Linked DNA regions of Mus musculus: region 2 is linked to region 1. The links are chromatin contacts, called in public HiChIP or PLAC-seq maps. All regions are on one chromosome and are shown on one strand. Each heading gives the region's core, a stretch centred on a gene start, on an enhancer-like site or on the middle of the called end of the contact. The rest is flanking DNA. Distances are from core to core; before and after follow the strand shown. Region 1 has its middle 97 kb from the start of Galnt5. Region 2 holds the start of Gpd2 (glycerol phosphate dehydrogenase 2, mitochondrial).

Region 1 (4,845 bases), core at 1,552-4,051:
TCCATTTCAATGGGTGCAATTTTAACTCTTCACTCTTATCATGGAGACCATGTCACAAAATAAATTCTACAATTAATTGTTTTATACAGAAGGAAACGGTGAGCCTGTGTCAAGATAGCATGAGGTAAACCACAGAAAAGAGAGAGGATGAGAGGAAGCAGGAAGTGTTTGAGCGGAGAGCTTCTCACTCTGATGTTTGGACTCGGTTAGCACACTAAGTCATATTTGTATAATTGCCATATTTGTATAACTCAGATTGATCTTGGAGCCTGTTCAAGTTATGAAGGTGAGGTCTTGGGAACAAGGAAAACATTTCAGAAAGGAAGGAGTATACTTTTTCTGAAAGCAAAGGAGTACCACAAGCCATGCAGAGTAAGTGCTGTCCCTTTAAATTTGGGAGGGGAGTGGGGGTTCAGATTTATTCAGAACAGCGGACAATAACTCCCTCTAATACTATTTCATGTTCTGCATGTAGTATTTGACTTTAGAATCTCTTAACTTGATGCAAATTGAATCACTCTTTATATGAGTAATTTGTAATTAGTTAATAAGAATTATTTGATAATATTTATGCATAATTAGTTCTATTAAGGAAAAGCACAGAGGCTTGCAAAAAAGCATAGATTATGTGTTCATTGAAGGAAGATAAAAATGACTTGCTCACTTAAAAATCCACATAGTTCATCATCCAGAAACTCTTGATAGGCAGACCACCTTCCATTATTCCCCTTTAATCTTCCTGCCAGAATATAGGTTTTGTATAGCTTTTAATCAAGAAAGGTAAGATGGATGTGTGGGTTCAGCACCATCTGTTTGTACCCTCTTCCTGTCTTTTTATTAATGTAGGGACAAACCAGTGACTTGAATTGGTGCGACCGACCAAAAGAAGACTCTTTTAGCCTGTGCTTCTCCTGGCAGCTTTGTCTCTGGTTTCTGTTGGCTGTAAGATCTGCAGTGTGCATCCACATGCATAAGAGCACTATGAATGAACAGCACATAGTTCATGCCTACTGTGTGCTGAGAACCACAAAACAAAGCAAATGGTTTAAACTGCTTGTGCTTTCATTACCACAGCCACAGGAAGGAACATTATTTCTGTCATTTTACAAATGGAAGTTATAAGAACTCAAGCAGTTTTCTCCAGATCACACAGGTCAGAGTTGGTTGAACCAAGAGTTTCACTCATAACTGTCTCTGAAAGCTCCTCACTCTTTACTGTCATTTAAAATAAAATTGTTTACTTGATAGCAAAGTTTAAGTGATTTTAGCTTCATTTTGTTTCTTATCAACCTATTTAAAACACTTATAAATAAAGTATGTCAAAGATTATAAACTTGACAATACCCATCAAATCTGGTGTACAGCTGTCTTTGCCTTAGAGATTGTTTATATTTGTCCTAAATAATAGCTAATGTTTAAGGCTAGGACATTGCATGTAAGAATAAAAGCTTATTATCCAAACCTCCAGGAGGTAGAGACAGGAGCTAGTAGATTGAGGCCAGCCTGAGCTATATAAGTTCAAGACTGGCCTAGGCTACATGAAACCCCCATCTCAAAACAAAATTAGAACCACAAAACAGAAACCCCAAACAAAAACAACAACAAAAAGACATTATAGCATCTAAAAATTTCTGTAAGTTCCAGCTATGTCAGCAGTGGGAAGGGTATGGAGAACATCCACCAGACTGTACCAGGGTTGCTCCAGAACCATGAGAGCTATGGCCTGTATCCAGCATCCGTCTAAAAACCAAGCAGGAAAGAATGCATCTTTATCCCCAATACTGGAGAGGTAGAGACATACAGCTCCCTGGCCAACCACTCTGGTTCAGTCAGCGAGTTCCTAAGTAGGCTAGAGAACCTATGTTTAATAAATAAGGAGAAAGTGATACAGGAAGGAATTTGATATTAACATTTGGCCTCCACATTCATGTGCACACATGACATGATCACACATGGATTTGTGAGCATACCTACACAAACCTGGATATGCATTCATACACACACACACACACACACACACACACACACACACAGCAAAACACTATTTAATAGCTAAGTAGGAGCTGTGTCCTATTGTATTAAACAGGACCCCTGTTCTTCAGTATGAGTGTGGACTGGCTCCAGGACTCTCCCAGGCATCCAAACCTGGGATGCCCAAGAACCTTATCTAATACGACCCACACCCTGTAGATCATCTCCTGCTTATTTAGAGACTAATACAATCAAAGACTGTGCAAACAGTTGTAATATTGTTTTGATCGGGAAACAGTGACAAGGGCAAAAGTATTTATATTCTGAATACATTTTTTATTACCTGAGTAGTTTCCATCTGCAGCTGGTTGAACACGTGAATGAGAACCCTGTGGATATGAAGGGCCAACTGCCCTCTATGACTTAACTATTCCGACTTATTTTAGTTACCAACCTCTACTCTAGGCCTTTTGGGTTATAATCTTGCTTTGGGCAGTAAAAGCAATTTATTAACGTGGCATATTTCCCTTGGAAGGAAAGAATAGAATTATCATTCCATTTACTTTTCCTGGAATAAACTGCAATGCACCATTACTAACAGAAGTCAATTCTCCTTAAAATGGAGCTTTAAAATATGGTTAGCAAATGTGGATCTCAGTCAAGAAGCACTGAAAGGGAGTACAGTGGTCTGGGGTAGAGCTGGGGACAGGGGACGGGTAAAATGCTTGCCTCTCATGTACAAGGCTTTATCTCAGCACTGTGATAAGAGGAAGGAGTGTTGTGGGGTGGAAGAAATGCTGTCGTATTTTCTAGCTAAGCCATCAGTGTCAGACACGTACCCCTAAAACAGCGCATTTCCTTGACGTCAGATCAAGCGTTCAGTCCATTAGGTCCCTCATTCAGTAAGCTGATGTTTAAGATCTGAACACATGAATCATTCACGGACTGAAGGAAAGAGCCTGCGGAATGTCTTCCTCAGGCAGGCATATGGATGAGATGTTGTGTTGGAGGGTGTCCAAAGCTCAGATTTCCAGAGAGCTTGGCAGGAACCTGAAGAGAGGGATTAAGAAGTAGGAGGTTGTTTGAAAGCTGAAAGCATCTGTGCCTGTAGAATAAAATCCCCCACCCTCCGCCTCTGACTTGCCAAGGCTCTGCCATGGTATATTCTAGAAATCCAGGTGGGCCTTCTTCTCAGAAACTCAAAATCCAAGTCTCTATTTACAAAGAGGGATGGAAGACTTGACAGAAAGCTGTCCACAGTAGAATGTTTCTCTAGTTGTTTTTCACCCCAGTAGCTAAGCTTTGCTGTGGACTTTTACGTAATAGCTGTAGTTACGGAGAATACGAGGATGAGAATTAGAGCTTATAGAAGCTGCTGAGTGTTCACAGCGATCTCTGTAAGCCCAGGCTGAACTGCTGTGAGAGAGCAAAACAAACAGTATGCTGCCTGGTCCACAGCTATCCATAGCCCATCACCGGAAGGCAGATGGATGCCAGCGGGGGAGTCCAGCTTACAGTCTGAACAGCATAGGTCTCTTCCACCATGAGAGAGGTAGACATAAGCGGAGGGTCCCAGCTTAGAATCTCAATGAAGCTTTTATTCAGCATGAACCCCACTTAGGATTTGTAAAATAGCTTCTACTCGGATGCTAAGAGAAAAATTGGAAAAAAGAAAAAGAATCCTCTAGTCTCCTTGTCATCCAACATAGCATTTAAATTTTTAAAGAATTCTCAAGGAGACTAGAGGATTCTTTTTCTTTTTTCCAATTTTTTATTAGGTATTTACTTCATTTACATTTCAAATGCTATCCCAAAAGTCCCCTATACCCTGCCCCTGCCCTGCTCCCCTACCCAGGCACTCCCACTTCTTGGCCCTGGCATTCCCCTGTACTGGGGCATATAAAGTTTGCAAGACCAAAGGGCCTCTCTTCCCAATGATGGCCGACTAGGCCATCTTCTGCTACATATGCAGCTAGAGTCAAGAGCTCTGAGAGTAGTGGTTAGTTCATATTGTTGTTCCACCTATAGAGTTGCAGATCCCTTTAGCTCCTTGGGTACTTTCTCTAGCTCCTCCACTGGGGCCCTGTGTTCCATCCGATAGCTGACTGTGAGCATCCACTTCTGTGTTTGCCAGGCACTGGCATAGCCTCACAAGAGACAGCTATATCAGGGTCCTTTCAGCAAAATCTTGCTGGCATATGCAATAGTGTCTGGGTTTGGTGGCTGATTATGGGATGGACGCCCCCGGGTGGGGCAGTCTCTGGATGGTCCATCCTTTCATCTCAGCTCCAAACTTTGTCTCTGTAACTCCTTCCATGGGTGTTTTGTGAGAATTCTTAACATCAAGAATTTGGCACCTCTGTTCCTGCGTTTTGGGGAAGAACCTCAAATGAAGAGCAGATGTGGAATGGGAAATCACAGCAAAGCTTCTGTGAGTGGAAAAATCCACAATACTGGAGAGCATTTTCCAGAAGACTGAACTTGTGTGCAATCTTTGTTGCTTAAAGTGTACTCCTTTTGTTTGGATGTTTGTTTTTAATGAGACAAGTGATTGCTCATACCAGTGTTTGTGTATCTCAGGGTCTAGAAATAAAAGCAAATTGGAAATATCAGATGAAATAATCTTTTGATTAATGGTTGCTATTGTAGCATCTTCTGGAAAGAGCTCCTTAGGTGAATGAGTTCTAACAGTATTTACTTACTTTCAGTAAACCTCCCTATAAACTCTCCTAGGAAAACATTTGTAGCTGTTTTCTGTAGAGTCAAAACGAATTCTAAAAGCTTAGAATTTGTGTGTGTGTGTGTGTGTTTGTGTGTGTGTGTGTGTGTGTGTGTGTGTGTGTGTGTGTGTGTGTATGTGTGTGTGTATGTGAT
Region 2 (4,845 bases), core at 1,061-3,560, 660 kb after region 1:
CAAAAACAAAAACAAAAACAAAACAAAACAAAACAAAAAAAAAAAAAAACCCCAAACCTAAATCACCTGTCTAGCTGTATGCTTTTTCCCAAAATTTGCTTTTCCAATGCAAAAGAAAAATAAGAGGAAGGACACTAACATTTAGAGTTTCTTGCCTCTAGGACATATTACTAGTGATTGTAGACCTGGTATATATATGTGTGTGTGTGTATACGTATATGTGTGTGTGTGTGTGTGTGTGTGTGTGTGTGTGTGTGTGTGTGTACATATACATATACCATTACCCATATTTTGTCTATGAGACTTAGTAAATTTGAACATGTTCTCTAAGGCCAAAACTTTCTGTTTCTTAGACTCAGATACATTGTTTCAGGTTAGTCACTGCCGGAGAAAGCATTTGTGGAAGACTATTGCAAACCAAGCCACCACTCCTGGTGCTAGAGATCTGAAAGTGTGTAAGACACACCCAACCCCAGTAAAAACGTACATCCTGGCCTGGAGAGATGGCTCAGGGGTTAAGAGCACTGGCGGCCCTTCTGAAAGTCCTGAGTTCAAATCCCAGCAAGCACAGGATGGCTCACAACCATCAGTAATGAGATCTGACACCCTCTTCCGGTGTGCCTGAAGACAGCTACAGTGTACTTAGATATAACAACAAATAAATCTTTGGGCCGGAGCAAGTGGGGCCAGAGCAAGCAGAGGTCCCAAGTTCAATTCCTAACAACCACATGATGGCTCACAAGCATCTGTACAAGTACAGTGTACTCATATACATAAAATAAATCTTAAAAAAAAAAAAAAAACTTACATCCTGACTATGGACAGGATAATGTAAGAATTCTATCAGTATGTCAACATCATTCATCTCATTCATCCACAGTGACAATCAACTCTTTTTTGACTGTCTATAAGAAGCATTAGTTATAAGACTCAGCAGTGGGGTGTGACATCCACTGAGAACTGCTAACTCTGTGCCCTTTTCATTAACAGTGAGGCATGCAACTGCCTTCCCATGGTTCCTAGAATGACTTATTTATAAGGTGACTATGTGACTAATGCTCTCAGAAAGCAGAGTTCTAACAGTTTTGTCTCTCATCCCAAATTCTTTCCCATTGTTCACTGAGGTGAAGGGTTAGGTTGCTAAAATGAAGGAAGTGTGGTCGTTTGACTAATGTCTCTATGAGAAACAGGGGGAGGTTTCAACACTCATCATTAAGGCCCCAGAGACAGCACATGCTATCCACTGGGCAATGGCATCCAGGCCCCATATGCTAACCAACAGCTCCCAAGAAGCCCCATGGTCCCAGAGAGGCCATCACCAGCACTTTCCACGTTCAAAAAGAGAAATTCCAAGACTCTCAAACTTTGAAATACATGCAAGATACAAAGTTTTGTTTTAAGCAAACAGGGCAACTTCCTTCTCTCACCTACTCACACAAATTGACAAATGTAACTTTTGGCTGTTTCTGTAGCAACCCCTGGGATATTTACTTCTTGTAACACTTAGATGCCCCTGTCATTGAACTTTTGTAAGAACTTGTGTTGCTTGAGGAAGGCTGTTTCAGGAGTACGTATATCTTCCTAAGGGATAAAGGACGGTCTAGGGACCATCACCTGCTAAAAGCCTTCCTAAAGCTGCAGCACTCAGCAAACTTTCTTTGGCAAGACACAGTTGCTTTGCGGAGAGAGGAGGCTGTTGCCGGTGTACACTTTGCATTTCCTCCTGGGCCAGTCACACCCCGGCAACTGAGTTTCTCAAAGAAAGCCTCCTCCCCCTTGCAGAAGGGTCTTCCCCGCCTCACCTCAGAAGGAAACAGCAAGCCTCCGCATCAGACAAGCCACTTTCACAAGTTAAAACTTTGCATAAAGTTTCATTGATGTGGGAACGCCCTGCCTCCAGCTAGGTAAAGCGTATCTCAAACGTATTCCAGTCTCGCCTAACCCTGAATGAGAATTGTGCTCCTCCTCCGTTGGTGGGAACAAATTCACAGTCTCGCCCCAGTTTCCCGCCACCACCACCTCCACCTCCGCCACACCGCAGTCCCACCGAGTCACACAAGTCAGAGAGGGACCACTTCCTCCTAGAAGCCGAGGCAGAGGACCAGGTCGCCAGGACGCACACACCTGAGATCGGTCGTCACGCGCAAGGGGTCGGCGAGCAAGGGAGTCAGGATCCTCCAGCCAGAACGGAGTCGGCCTCACCGAGAACCAGAGTGGCCCTGAGCTCGCGGCGAGCGCGCCGGGATGTCACCGGGTCAGGCGGGGCCACCGTAACCCGACCCGCCCGCCGACGCCCCTCCCGGCCACTTCCTCCTCCCCTCGTGCGCCTCCGCCTCCCCGGGGGATGATCCGGCAACTCAGCCACCGCCTTCGCCGCGACACCGCGGCCCGGGCGACTCTGCCCGGCAGGGAAATGCGGAAGTGCAGCCGGTGGGAAAGGGCGGCTGCAGACCCGGCGCTCTGGGTCTCGCAGGGACGTGGGCTGGCCATGCCCGAGGTTATCGATCCTGCCCTGAGCCCCGGCGGAGCACGACTCCATACCCTGCCACTCCTTGCTAGCTGGAGGAAAGAAGAGAGGGCTGAGCTAGGCCGGGGAAGCCGCTGTGGTGTTGGGTTTCTGTCCCTCCCCACGCGGGCCACTCCTGCCATCTGCCCTAGGGGGAGGACGTTTCCCCCGCCTGCTGCCTACCGGGGTTGCCTTACCTGATCACCCGTCGCGCGCCCTTAGATCCGGCGTCCCCTCCTCCGCGCCTCCCAGCCGCCAGGCTTCCCTGGGCCTAGAAAGGCGTCTAGGAGTCGGGGGACTCTAGGGACTCGGCCTGCAGCTCTCGGCCCAGATACCCCAGCGTGTTCTGTGGGCGCTCCAGGCCTGTGGACCCCGGGCCTGAATGTTAGCACCGGGACCCGCTGAGAAGAACAAGCCAAATCAGCAAGGGTGGGATGCTGAGCGCTGGCCCAGCGGGCCGGGCCTCGTACAGGTGGGGGGAGGCGGAGAACCCTGGCTGCGGAGCCACAGGCTTCCCACTTGCACCCCCTCCCAACCCGACCCTGCCCACTGAGCATGCCCAGCTCACTTGTTGCAACTAAAAGGGTTAAGCAAAACCAAGGGTACCCAAGGAGGGCTCAGTTCGGGTTCCGAAAGACCCCACTTTAAATCCTGAGATTATGGTGTTGAAAAGTAGGCAGGGACTGATCCGAAAAGCTCCTCGTGCCAAATTAGTTTGAAGGAAATTGTAGCAGTGTTTAGTAATCAATTGCTAAGTCACATACATAGTATTCTTAAACCCTGTAGAAATGCCTATAGTTTGGGGTCACAAACTCACAGTAACTTATGGCAAACAAACCCTCTGTAAAGGCAAAAGAACTTGTTCCTGGCCTTGGACACGCTAAATTTACGAACTAAGCTTCTGTCGCTGTACCACTGAAAGGGTTTGGAAATAAGCCAGGGAATCTTTAGCGTTTAAAATGTGCCTTTCACAGTACAGCTATGGTGCCTGGTACAGCATCACCTGAGAACTTGGCAGAAATGCAAACAATCTGAGCTAGTGGCTACCTGAGTCCCAAACATCCGAGTTCCAGCTCCAGACCTAACCAAGCATTACAGAGGTCCAGATTCACACTAAGGGTTGAGAGCTGATGTTCAATAGCTCGGTCCTAAAGGATTCTAGTTTGAGAGCCCTAGAAGTAAGCCACTGACTTTCGGTTTTCCTGTTTTTCAGATCTCAAATATTTACTTAGAAGTTCAATGCGTTTCTCTGCAAAGAAGTAGGTCGAAATCAGGGTCCATGCTGACTTCCCACTAATTCACCTAAAAGACTGCAGTTCCTGGAAATGAAACCATTCCGCCATTGACTTTCGCATCCTAGTGCCTATAAAAGATGTTTAAATGTTCGTTGGCTTTAAGTGGATGCTTAAGTGAACAGTGTGTTTCTGGCCCAACTATGTCAAGTCTTTCTTCACTAAGTACTCCACCCATGAAGGATTCAGCTCTCATCAGAAACCCATGAGCACCCATCAGACCTCGGCATAACTTAGACGACAGAGGAGAAAAATCGGAAGCCCTGGGCAGCATTGCACTTGACAAATATGGGCCTCAAAACAAACAAAAAAGATCAGAACAGGAAGCATCCAATAGGATTCATGAAGAGCCCTAAAGGAAAAAGATGCGACAATGTGGGAAAAGGGTAAAGAGCCAGGAAGCAGCCCCAAACAATCCATGTGTTTCTTTTGAGTCCTCTCTGTCAAAACCACTGCATTTTGGCATTGTTCCTGTGTATATCACATTTCATCCCCACCACTGCTGAATAAAAGGAGCAAAATTAGAGAGGAAAATGCTCTACAGCAGATATATTCATGAATTAAAACTACTGCTTGCTTCCAACTGCTCAGATCACAACTAACTTAGAACATGTTTGTTTGTTTGTTTGTTTTAAAAAATAAAATAAAACAGCACATCTTTAATCCCAGCTGCTTGGAGATAGAGAATGGCCATGAACTTGACATCAGTGTGGCCCACATAGCAAATTCCAGGACAGCCAGAGCTACAGTGAGGCCTATCTGAAGCAGGTGGGGGGGACAGACTCATTTTTTCAGTGAACAACAGATAATTTTAAAATGTAAAGGTTTAAGGTAAGTACTTTAAAATATCACAGAGACTTATAAAATCTCTTCACCTACTCCATTCATGTCTGGTTTGTTTTTAGAGACTGGGTCTCTAAACTCACTCTGTAGACCTAGAACTAACCCTTTAGACCGGGCTGGCCTTGAACTCACAGAGATCTTACTGGCCTCTGCCTCTGGTGCACTGAGAGGAAAGGCATGTGCCACCCCCACACCTGGCTCCAT

The links. HiChIP or PLAC-seq counts read pairs in DNA pulled down with a chosen protein or histone mark.
Region 2: an H3K4me3 HiChIP or PLAC-seq map of forebrain shows a contact between it and region 1, with 4 times the contacts expected there. The contact joins the promoter of Gpd2 here to the enhancer-like site in region 1. A contact is called at or near these places in 4 of 39 promoter capture datasets (cranial neural crest, frontonasal cranial neural crest, hippocampal neurons and 1 more) and 4 of 115 datasets of contacts at active chromatin or transcription factors (acute myeloid leukemia, embryonic limb bud, forebrain and 1 more).

What each region holds. Positions count from the first base shown.
Region 1 is chr2:57,898,922-57,903,766 of GRCm38.p6, reverse strand. No RefSeq gene overlaps it. Among named protein-coding and RNA genes, the nearest start is that of Galnt5, 97 kb to the left of the region's middle. Within about 2 kb of position 2,801, at least 29 of the 459 cell types and tissues checked have an H3K27ac peak or open chromatin away from gene starts, as enhancers often do. A contact at or near this core is called in forebrain, where this site is marked.
Region 2 is chr2:57,235,847-57,240,691 of GRCm38.p6, reverse strand. Gpd2 (glycerol phosphate dehydrogenase 2, mitochondrial) reads right to left here and starts at 2,310. Exons shown (of 17, transcript NM_010274.3): 1 at 2,125-2,310.